Regions from separate parts of the Anser cygnoides genome. Here region 1 is linked to region 2. A link is a contact called in public Hi-C data. All regions are on one chromosome and are shown on one strand. The core of a region is the stretch at or near the end of the contact, and the rest is flanking DNA. Distances in the headings are between cores, read along the strand shown. Region 1 overlaps ZMYND11 (zinc finger MYND-type containing 11). Region 2 holds the start of VIPR2 (vasoactive intestinal peptide receptor 2).

Evidence for each region. A called contact is a pair of places that touch in the nucleus more often than the background predicts.
Region 1: a contact with region 2 is called in a Hi-C map of granulosa cells, with 1.7 times the contacts expected there. The contact joins the enhancer-like site here to the promoter of VIPR2 in region 2. A contact is called at or near these places in 2 of 7 Hi-C or Micro-C datasets (granulosa cells and liver).

Annotation. Positions count from the first base shown.
Region 1 is chr2:11,151,400-11,157,222 of Taihu_goose_T2T_genome, reverse strand. The region is part of intron 3 of ZMYND11 (zinc finger MYND-type containing 11); the gene reads right to left. Among named protein-coding and RNA genes, the nearest start is that of ZMYND11, 71 kb to the right of the region's middle. Within about 2 kb of position 3,367, at least 1 of the 3 cell types and tissues checked has open chromatin away from gene starts, as enhancers often do.
Region 2 is chr2:10,947,892-10,953,599 of Taihu_goose_T2T_genome, reverse strand. It overlaps VIPR2 (vasoactive intestinal peptide receptor 2), which reads left to right and starts at 3,904. Exons shown (of 14, transcript XM_048050545.2): 1 at 3,904-4,271.

The DNA.
Region 1 (5,823 bases), core at 2,118-4,617, 200 kb before region 2:
CGCAAACGAAGGAAAGCATTTTCCATGGAGCTCATGGTTCCCAGCCTTTTCCTGTGTGGCACTTTGTCCCATAGCACTCTTTCAACTTTTTTTTTTTTCCAGGTGTTCTGTTTCAAGTGCTTCTCCAGAGTTTCTTTGCTGCTTACCTATGTGCTGCTGTGGTGTTTCTCTATAACTCTCATACACACCCGTGCACACACAGCTCCTTCCAAATCACTGCATATTTATTCAGACCTACCTGTGTACAAAGTCATGGTCAGCCCTGTTCAGTGTCTGCATTTTAAACAGTCCCGACAACTCCAGCTGTCTAACTAATAAAGAACTTAAAACAGCCTTTTTTTAACATTTAGTCTAGAGGAAGAGTATTAGCGGATACACTGTAAGATTTCACCCAGACTGTATCATAACAACACTTCTGGTCTGTCACAGTACAGGAATCTAGAACGGCAACAAGGTCCAAGCTAGCAGAAAGAAGTCATTTCCAAAATAAAACCTATTTGAAAATAGTAGCATGCTATATTTATTTCAAGACATTTTCAAATCACCAATCCAAAACTTTAGTGGAATCTTTTCCTGATTATTTTGTAACCCTTTAAAAACTGGAAAGAATCTCAATGAATAAATTCCTATGATTCCTCTGACATCTAATGAGATAATTGGGCCATGCTCAATTTAAAGATGCTATTCCCGAGGCAAATGTTCTGGATTCAGTTTCTTCAGGTGTATTTCAGGATTCAGGAACAGTCACAAGGAACACTTCTTTCCTCTGATTCCTTCAGCTAAGGGAGAAGCTTTTTAAGTTTTGGATTCTGCTGTTCACGTCTCTTAGTTGGCTTTCAGTAACTCTTCACCAGAATCAAACAGAAGTTGACTACCAGTCTGTATCAAGCAGACAGATACATCAAAAGAAATGCCTCCCACAAGGACTACACATTCCTTTTTCACATCTTGCGTTTTGCAACCTATATCCATCATCATCTGCTGGTGGGAAGAACTTCCTATCTTCTGTACTTAATCTTTCATATTTCAAACTTCCTGAGGCAAATGGAAAGCCTTTGTTATGATAGCAAGAGGTGGTACTGCATTCTAGCATGAATGTATCTACAATGCCATCACTCCATCGAACTTTTCTTCAGTATCTGAGTCCTCTCCTTAAGAGGTCCCAGGGCATGCTGCACTTTAAACAAAACCCCAAAGCAATAGCTATTTCTAAACAAATTTTCCATTGTTAATCTACCTGTTCCTTTCTGTCTTTTTCAGGCAGCATCCGAGCTTTTCCTATCCAAGCTTTTTGAATACACGAGCTTTGCTACAGGTAATTGTTAAAACTTTGCAGTGCATTTTTCAGTCTTGATGATTCACAAATGTAATAAACTACTGTAGGGGTGCACTATCTACAGCACTCCTGTCCTCCGGTACAAAACCTGATGGAAATGCTTCTTACTTATACATTTGCTCTAAACAGCTACTACACCCTTAAATGATTGGTCTGTTCATCGACACTTCTCTCAGAGCATAAATATCTGAAACTGTGTCCCATACTAAAGCACTCTGAAAGAAGCACGGACAAGATTAGGTGCGAGAGCCCTTAAGAACTGTGGAAATGCTAAACCACGTTCAATTTTGAAGTGTCTCCCACTATCCACTGCTTTTGCACTGCTGTTGAACTTCCAAGTGACTGCTCTGTAATAAAAGTTTCACAAAATGTGCCTGTTCATCTATGGAGCTGGACAAGGCAGATCCGTATTCCTTCCTTCAGAGGAAGACTAGCAGTTAGGCACCTAGTACACGCACAGTTGCCTCTTTTTTAAGCATGCTGTATCTCACTGGGTACAGTCCCCAGTAAGAAATCTTACCACGAATCACTAGCAGATGTCTTGGTTTTCAGTCAGACAGTAGAGTGTATTAAATACTACCTGGGTCTAACAAATGCAACGCGTCATGGAGCACCATTCCCATTGTCTTCGAACACAGTGGAGACACTGCATATGTTTTTCTCCACAGGTCCTAGCCTGCTGTGAGAGCAGTCTTCCTCCTGCCCTTTGGGTCAGCCTTCTCTTCATGACACAACATCCTCGGCTCCATCTATTTCTCAGTGAGCAAGAATCCTCCTGTAAACTTGCATTCAGTACCCCACTGAATCTGCTCTTCTCTTTTCTTCATCACAACGATGGGTAAGGCTCAGAACTGAAGAAGGCAAGATTAATTGCTTGATGGCTCCGAGGACTTATCCATCTCTGCAGCACATAAATAGTGAGCTAGCTGTTTAATAAAGTATTTCCCTTTTATCATTGCTGTACAGGATCCATACTTGATCAGGATGATTGCTTTACAGTGATAAAGCTTCTTAGATCATCCCATGTTTTACATTTAACGTTAGAGTAAATTCAGCATCAAAGTAAGCTCATTTTCTCCCCAGTAGTTTCCTTGTATATATGTATTTACTAAACACATTGGCTCCTGTTTTGCTTGGTATTTTTTTTCCTGCTGCTTTTGCTCATCAGAAGTGCTCAGCAAATAAGCAAGCATCCATCTCTCCTTCAAAGCCAAAAAGATGTCAGCAGCTAGAATCCCTTTATGAAAATTGTTTCACTTTATCTTCTCCTTCCTTTTCTAAAACCCTACTGCAGCAAGTAGCTACAATGATCTGTGCTTTTACAGACAGGATAATCTGTCCATTGCAAATCAGTTGCCTTTTTATAGATCCTTTCCTTTGATGACCTGGGCTTCATCTTTAAAATGGATTTCCACAAACTGACTTTGTAGGACACTTTGTGGTATTCATTACTTACACTTTATCACAAAAAGAAATCCAAAGCAATAATGACTTCATATGTCCTCACAACTACCTAGTCATCTTGCTTAACCTCAAGTACTTTATTTATTTATTATGGCTCATTTTATACGGATTTTCAGAATATCAGCCAACAACTAATTTGTTCCATTATTTTTAATTTCTCTCACTTTAGAGATCATTTTTATCCTGAAAAGAACATAAAATCATCAGTCAGGAGACAGACCAAAATCTCTTTCTCCGTAATATGTATTAAACACAGATGCGTTTATAGGCTCGTGATAATCCATTTTCGTTTTCTTCACTGATAACTGCTTCCAGTTCTGATGCACACATGCAAGAAGACTCAGGTTCTGCAGTGAATTCCAGAGCCTCTCCGTACTCTTTTGGCTTTCGTTCACTGAGTTTAATCTGCAAGCCCAAGTTTGTCTAATTAATTTATTGCCAGTTTGTCTTAGAAGTCTTCTGTTTCTGGCAGAAACCGCCGAAATCTTCTCTGGATGCCTGCCACGACAGGTAGATTTTTATTCCCTCTCCTATCTTGTATTTATGTTCTGGCCAGTTCAAGGTGATTGGCTCCAAAGTACAGAGCCCGTCTCTAACTCCCAGAGCTAATGAAGACGGGAACTTTTTCCAAGAAGTGTAGTAGCATGCCAGCAGCCAAAACAACTGCTAAAATCCCTCTGTGTTTATCTTCTCAGCCTATGAGCTGTGTTCCTGAAGCAATGAATAAATCTCAGTTTCCCTCCCCAGAAGATCATGTTTGGGTAGCAGTAGTATATATTATTTGAGGTGAGGCAATGCGAACATTCTCCTCCAGGATATTAGAAATAGAATATGATCTTAAATGAAAATAATTTTTTTCCTTCTTCGCGTTCCAAGTGAGTTCAAGGTTAATAGAAACTTGCAACTTATCTGCTCAGAAACTGGATTCACTTCTGCTATTAATGTCACCATTTTTTACTTAGGTTGAACCAAGAGGAGGTTTGTAGGCTGTTTTCATTAGGGAGATAAATCAGTGATGGAGTGAAGTATTTATTAGGTGCAGTGCCTTTTATTTCCACATATTTTTATTATGTATGTGAAGGTTTTGTTCTTTTTTGACACAAGATGAATCCAGATCAGGAAAAAAGAAACAAAAAACAAAAACCAACCATTATTTCCTTGTAGTTCCAAGCCTCTTTCCAAGAAGCACTGTGCACAAAAGGGCTCGCCCTCCACTCTTCTTTCTTAGCATATGTTTACATTGCTTTCCTGGCCATATCTTCTCCATGAGATTTTGTACTGTTTTTCTAGTTGATGTTTCTCCACACACAGTTTCCTCAAACAATAGTCCAACCTTTTTTATCTGAACCAACAACAAAACTTCCTACATAACTCCAACTTCTTGTCTTTTTCCCCTGTGTCATAGGTGTGGCTGGTACGGCTCCAGCTGTCAGTGATATGAAAGAATGAGGTCTGCATTTATTGTGAATGAAGCATGAATGTTAATAAGTTAATCAGCTTCAACAAAGCTTCATTCAGTGACCAGCATGGCATCACAAGAACCAACGTAACTGCCAGAGATGCACAGCAGTTTGCATCCACAAACTGAATGAAAACAATGCTACCATGTTGGCACAAAAGAAGTGAATAGCAACAACAATAAACAAACAAACAAAAAACACAAAATGCACATTTTCAGAACAAGCTCAAGATGGGCTGGTCTAAGTCATCTAATCTATTAAAATAATTTGAGTCCCATGGGGGAAGCGTTATGTGCACTAGTTTGACTAGTCTGCTTCAAACCTGGAAGTAAACTACCATTCTCCTGAACACCCTTTCAGGCAGCAAAAACATTTTGTGAAATCTGTGAACAACAACATCAGTATCTCAACTACAGAGCAGTGAGTGAAAACCTTAAAGAAGAAAACAGCACTAGACTGACTGAATTTTTAACAGTCAAGTTGGTAAAGCTGGGAGATGCAAGCGAAGATGCTGATGGGATTGTTTCACCAGTTTAAAAGAAGTATCATCTCTTAGCTATGCAATTAGGTGGACTCTTTCACTATTATCTTTGGTAGTGTGAAGATCCTCAAACAATGTGAGCTTCTGCACTGACATTCGGTAGGTACAGGTACTCTCTTTTTAGGGGATGAAAACTAAGGAGGGTTTGGAGGGAAGAAGAGTGGAGGGAAGAAATACTCCTGAATGCACAGGAAAAGAAAAACAAAGTTGGAAAAGGAATGCACAGAATTGTTCATGATTCTTAACCTGTCTGGGGAAAGAAAGGCCACTGGAAGGACAGTGAGGCCATTCTCATGCGTTACATGCTAATAGTCTTAAAGTAAAGACAAAAGAGGGCCTTGGGTTTAACACAAGAGTATAATATTTCTCATCAATAAAGTGGGAGTTCGGAGGTCCACTTTGCTTCTCAAAGACAAAATAGTCTATGCTTTGATTTGATGACTTGAAAAAATTTGTTTTTTCTGAACTTTCACAAATCCACACCAGGATATTACATTAGTGGACACTTATTTTTGCTCAGTAATAAGTATAATTTTATGCTAGTGCACTTTATGATAATAATTTCCTAGAAAATCCTTTGCTTTTAGTGCACAGTGATTGATATGATGCTGTTCTCTTGGCAAAATAAGCTCTGAATGATGGGACCTTAAGAGGATGAGAAGACAGACAGCAAAGAAAGAGTCAAAGAACCCCAGATGCTCATTTCCCTTGAGTGCCCTTGTGTGACCATACTGATAGGTGCCCTGAGCCTCAAAGTCTCCTCATACTTTCCCTGAGGTGTTGAATAAGAGATGGAAGCCAGTCTGAACTTTTCTCTCCCTAAACTACATTCATTAACTCTTTGGATCAGTGCGTAGCAGATGTAAAGAACACTGGTTCTTTCAAAATAACTAAGAATCTCTCTGGAAAGTTCCAGCCTGGAAAATCCCCAATTGCTTACAACATGAGAGGAACAATAACTGTCATGGTTTGGGCTGTGTTTGGCTTTGGATCAGTGAATTCATACAGGACTTCAGATTCAA
Region 2 (5,708 bases), core at 2,655-5,154:
ACAGAAGATGACCAGTAATGACGGCAAAAGTTCAAAATAGCTAGGCGGACTTTTTGAACATGAACATCTCCTGAAGGTGTAGATGAAACCCACTGATTAATGTTTCTTCTGTTCATTCAGAGAATCTGTACATCACATTCACCTCTGAATGCAACTACTACGTTTGGTACTGATGGGTCATCTGTTGCACTGTAGCAACACTGATGCTTCTCACAGGATGGCATTGTAGCCAACAGTCCCCCGGAGCCTGGCAAGGTTTGAATTCCCACTAGCACAAGCCGGACGCAAATAGCTTGCCCCACTCAGGCATACATACATAGAAATGGCACCTTTTCTGTTGTGCTTTGATCTGTTCATTGAACCAGGCTCAATAATATCATGCGTTAACAGTTCAGAAAAATTACCAAGGCTAAAAATTGGGGGAATTTTCATTTTCTTCAATACAACAGATCCAAACAGCATATACATTAAAGGCAGAAGCAAACCTCCCCTTTTTCATGGAAACCCTCTCTAACGTCTATTTCTATTGCTGATGAAATCTTCCCTTAAACATCTTGATTGCAGAAAAACAAACAAACAAAAAAGGATAAAAAAAAATGCAAGATAACTGTAGAGTGAATCTTTGGGAGATTTAGGAATATCTCATGAAGGCTTAGTGTGAAGAGCACTCCTTTTGCACTTTACTTAGTACTGTGTTCTGCACAAAGTGAAAGAAAAAGATCTCTCTGAGGTCTAGAAAGAAGGACTGGAAACACGTAAAATAACTTGAACAGCTAAAGAGATAACCAGCTCTGGAAGTGGCACGTTGTCTAAGACAGCTTGTACACATGCTTTGAGGAAAATCCTTCTAAGTTTTTCATGCTGCTTGGATATTTCTGGCAACCGTATGTTATGAATTCAGTAAACAATAATTGTTAGATGATTGAAGAAAAGAAAAACTTTTAAACAATAAAAGCAACGGTTTTTTAGTCTCTATATACATGACAAGAACATGATTTGTGGATAGAATGGAAACTGTCAAAACATCTTGAACTCCACAAACAACATAAATAAAGATTCAGCTCAATGGGGCTGATGTCATTGCTTCAATATGGAAAGCTGTCAGCTTCTCCATGTGCCTGACAAAAATCAGCTACTTTTCCTACACCATGTATTAGAGGTTTCTGAAGAGACAGCTGGCCAGGCAGAACAGAAAGTACTTGTCACAGATAACTACTGACATGGACCTTTCCTGTGAAGGCAGACTTTTCCAACATCTGGAACTGGAGCAAGCCTTTTGGCTCCTCCAAGTATTAGGGGAGCACAGAGCTTGCAGGACTTTGGCATTGCTCATCAATGGGCCCATTACCTGATGACGAACTTTCCATTATCACTTTACTGCCCCCTCTGTAACACCTGGGCCTTGCTGATTCCAAGTAATAACCATTTCAGTCAAACTTCTCCACCACCTCTTTTGTAAATTCTCTCCCTTTTTTGGACTTCATCCTTTTCCTCCATGTCTGTGCAATCTGTGCCTAGAGGATACCTCCACAACCTCCACAAAATATCTCTCTTTATTCTTTCCTCCAAATTTGCTAGGACATTCTTGGAAATGACATCAAATCTACACCAAGTGTCTAAATTTATATGCCATAACGCTATCCAGTCTTCGTTGCATAAGTGTATCAGGCTAATTTTTATATATCTCCATATATCAACAGCTGTTTTAATTTCTTTTTGTTCATTATTTTTTCCCTCAACAGCTGGCACTGAACGGTGCTATGTTTAAGTAAAAAGAACTTTAACCACACTTTCCAGGCTTCATCTGTGAATGATTTGTATTCTCTTCAGGAAAAAAAAAAAAAAAAAAAAAAAAAAAAAGCACTCAGCCATATCTAAACAAAATCTTAGTATTTGATGCATCTCTTTCATCTGTTGCCTCTTTCATGTCAAAGAGTCATCATTAGGAATAGTGACAGAAATAATAACCATTGTTATGGTTGTTGTTGTTGATGGTTGGGAAATATCTGATAATTTTTCTTTTTGTCCCATAACGCTGATTCTTTGAAAACAAAACATGACAAAAATCTGGTTCTGGACAACCTTCTGACAGAATGTATATAAGTTTCAAAAATTCTTTGCCAGTTCTGGGACATGGGGACTGCCTTATACCCAAGATACGAGTTTCTGTCATTCAACAAAAGGAGTAATGATGACAGTTCCCAAGACTGTTTCTACACAGAACGTTAACACTAATTTGTTAATTGGTTTCCCAGGCTACTCAGCTTCAGCAGCCTAATGAATCATTTGCTCAAAGAATCAAACACTGGGATTTGGTGTCTGGCATCCCTTGTGTCCTCAGCTGCTGGGGGAGTCCAGCTGGTGGATAGTCTGCCTGATAGCTCCTCTACACAGGGACTGCTGTTGGGTTTACTGCTGTACCTGAAGTACCTGAAGTACCTGAAGAGCCTTGACACACAGAAATTTCACCCAGAGTGGTTGCATTTAATGACTGCTTTCTTAGACATTCATCTCACAAAGTGCAAGAAATAACTTCTAAAGAAAAAGATAGTAAGGATTTTCCAAAACCTTGAAATAATAAGACATCAGATTCCTGTAATAGGGAAAAAATAGATAAACTGTCCTGAGATTGCTATTTCGGAAAGCCGTATAGCTCTTAAGAAAGTGCTAAGAGCACCCCCAGCCAGCATATGTCAGCAACCAGGAGTCCAAAGGGGAACCCTGGACGCTGGTCTCAGGAATCAGGGGGGATGCAATGTGCAATTCTTCATTTCCAAGAGGTTTGACCTGGGATTCTGCCCTGGAGTCTGAGAGCTAGCGGCATACCCGGGTTCTTCTCCAACCCAGCTGTTTTAGGAGTAGGCGCAATTTGACATTTCAGTTCAGCTGTCCTGCACAGAACAAAGTCAATCTGAAGGGGTACAATTTTCTGCTGTAATGAAAATATTTTCATTACTTGATCATATGCCATCCTAGAAAAAGGTTTTATTTCTACATTAATATGTCCCTCTGCTCTCAGCATGCAGGTCATAACACTGTTCATTACAGTTTGTAGTGTTTCTTTTTAATGATATCGCAGAGGTTATAATCAGATCTATGTTCTTAAAATATGAAGGGAATTTTCTCAAATACATTAAAAAAATATGAAAATTCTCTTCAGCTTTGTCCCAGAAGTGTCCTTGGCTTTGCTTATAGCTAATTATTTTGGGTGGCATAAGACTATTTAGAAGTCTTATGTTGCCTACTGAGCCCCTTTCAGTATATACCACTGAAATTACAGCACATGTGAGACAGCAGAAAGATAAATCTAATTTATTCTCATTCTCAGCTAAAAGCCAGCACATGAACTCTGCTTTTTCTGTGACAATAGACATGGATTAACATGATTCTCACTTTATTATATATTGTAAATGCCTTGTGAGGCAAAAGCAATATCTATACCCCAGTATAAACTGCCCGGCAATCTTACAAAGTTGCCTTAAAACATTGTGCTGTATTGACACCTCGAAAAAAAAACAGCTAGGGGGCACGAAAGGTTTTGTAATACAGTTGCTGATCTGCCCAGGGGTCTCTTGGCTGACCCCACATCACCGTGTAGGTTTGTGTGTGCGTGTCTGCTCCGGGGGGACCGGGCCCGATCGCCTCGGTGTTTTGACAGGCAGCAGGGATCCCAAAATCCCAAAGCTGGCACCGGTGCCCCGGCACACCGTCGGGACGGGCACCCGGGACCCTCAAAAAGAAGCCTGAGGGGGTTTCTCGGGCTCCTGGAGGCTGGCAGCGAGGGGCGAGCGCTGCCCACAGCCCCATGGCGGCGCGGGAGCACCTGAGGGGCGGCGGGAGCGACCCACACCTCATGAGGGGAGCGGGAGCGGCGGCAAGGGGGAGGAGGAGAAAAGCCAGCGGCGGAGAGGGGCTGAAGAGAGAAGCGGGAGGGAAGCGAGCCGGGGCGTAGAGGAGGAGCTGAGAGGCGGCGGGCAGGGACTCGGCGGGGCCGGGAGCTGACGGCCGCCGGAGCGGGCGGCGGCGGGGGCAGGTGCGGGAGCTGCCTTCAGCCGCAGGGCGGCGGCCGCCCGCGGGGCGGGGGGCTCGGCTCGGCGCCCCGGGCAGCGGCGGCCCCCGGGCCCTATGGTGCCGCGGCGGGACCCGGCTCCTGCTCGCCGCTTTCCGAGGGGGCCCGCGGAGCGGCGCGGGGCAGCGGAGCCCAACGGCGCTTGGCTGGCATGAGGAACCTGCCGATCCTCCTCCTCCTCCTCTGCTGGAGCCTGGGGCGGGTAAGTCACCCTGCGGCGGGAGGGTAGCGCTCGCCCCTCGCTCCGCACCGCCAGCCCTGCCCCGTCTGCCCCGCTCCTGTCCCGGAGCCGCCTGTGGCGGTTCCCTCACAGCTTCCCCTGTCCCCCTGAGGGGGCTCCGAGGCAGCCGTAGCAGGTGCGAGGGACCTCGGCTGGGCAAACTCTCTCCGGGCGGGAGATACGCGACTTCTGCCGCTGTAATTGCGGAACGGCGAATGATCCCCACCCATCCACAGGGATTTGGGGCTCCTCAGCCCCGCCGGCACCCCGGCAGGTGGCGGTGCCGGGGGGACCCCGCGCCCCCGGCCGCTCCTCAGGGGCCGGGACGGCTCCTGCCCCGGCCGAGCTGGGCTGAGGGGAACGGGCGGCGGGGCCGGACTCCCCGGGCCGGCGGCGGTTGGGTCTTGTTCCCGGTGGTTGTGGCTTCTTCCCGGTTATTGTGGCTTGTTCCCGGTAGCTGTGGGTTGTTCTCGGTTGTTTTAGTTATCTCGGCTGTCCCCGAAAACTACTTCACCGAGAGTTTCTGCAGACACCGCAGAGCATTGCCTTGGTACGGTCTAGAGGGTCATTAGCAATTGTAGTACGTGCACAGTTAATTCCTCTGTAATATTAACATAAAAAAGCATTCAGAATATTAAAATAGTTTCTTTTAAGGTATCTTCCTTCAACATCTCTATATTTTTAAGTGTTTCTTCAGTTGTAAGAAACTTCGGTTTCTTGCAGTCTTTAAAAGTCTACAATGTTTCCAAAAACATGACCTCAAATAAAATAATAATAAAAATCTACCCTCTGAATCTTACCGTTTTGTTACTGTAAATTTAAAATCTGAGACCATTTCCAACAAGAGTTGGGAAAACATGCTGAAGGTAAATGTAAACTACTTGTCAAACAAAATGTTTTTGCCAACTGATTGCTATTCTGGGTGCCTTAAAGGTTGTTCAGCCACTAAGAATGCTGAGAGACTCTTCAGCTGGATTTCCAAGTCCCTGTGTACCTTTGTAATACACACTACAGTGCACACAGGTCTGTAATCACTACTTACAAAGAATAGCCTACACTTGGTAAAGCAGAAGGAAAGACAGATACGCATATCTGGCTGGCCCTGAAGGCTGGTGAGTGCCCTCAAAATTCATTTTGGGGTTCTCGATGTGTTTCGGGACACCATCAGTGCCACACAGGACTGAGCCCTAAATCTCCTTAGCTGGGTGAAGTACATCTGAAGGAAACTGGGCTGTGTATTGGAACAAAGTATGTTACGGTTTGGCATGCATCCCGTATTTGAAAAGTAATATTGCATTACCTTAGGGTAGTACCAAATATATGTTCTCGAAGTAATCTTCAATATTAGATCACCGGTAGTGGGAAAGTTGTGGTTCTTTTCTAAGTACTTATTTTGCAAATTTCATTCACGGAAGTAGC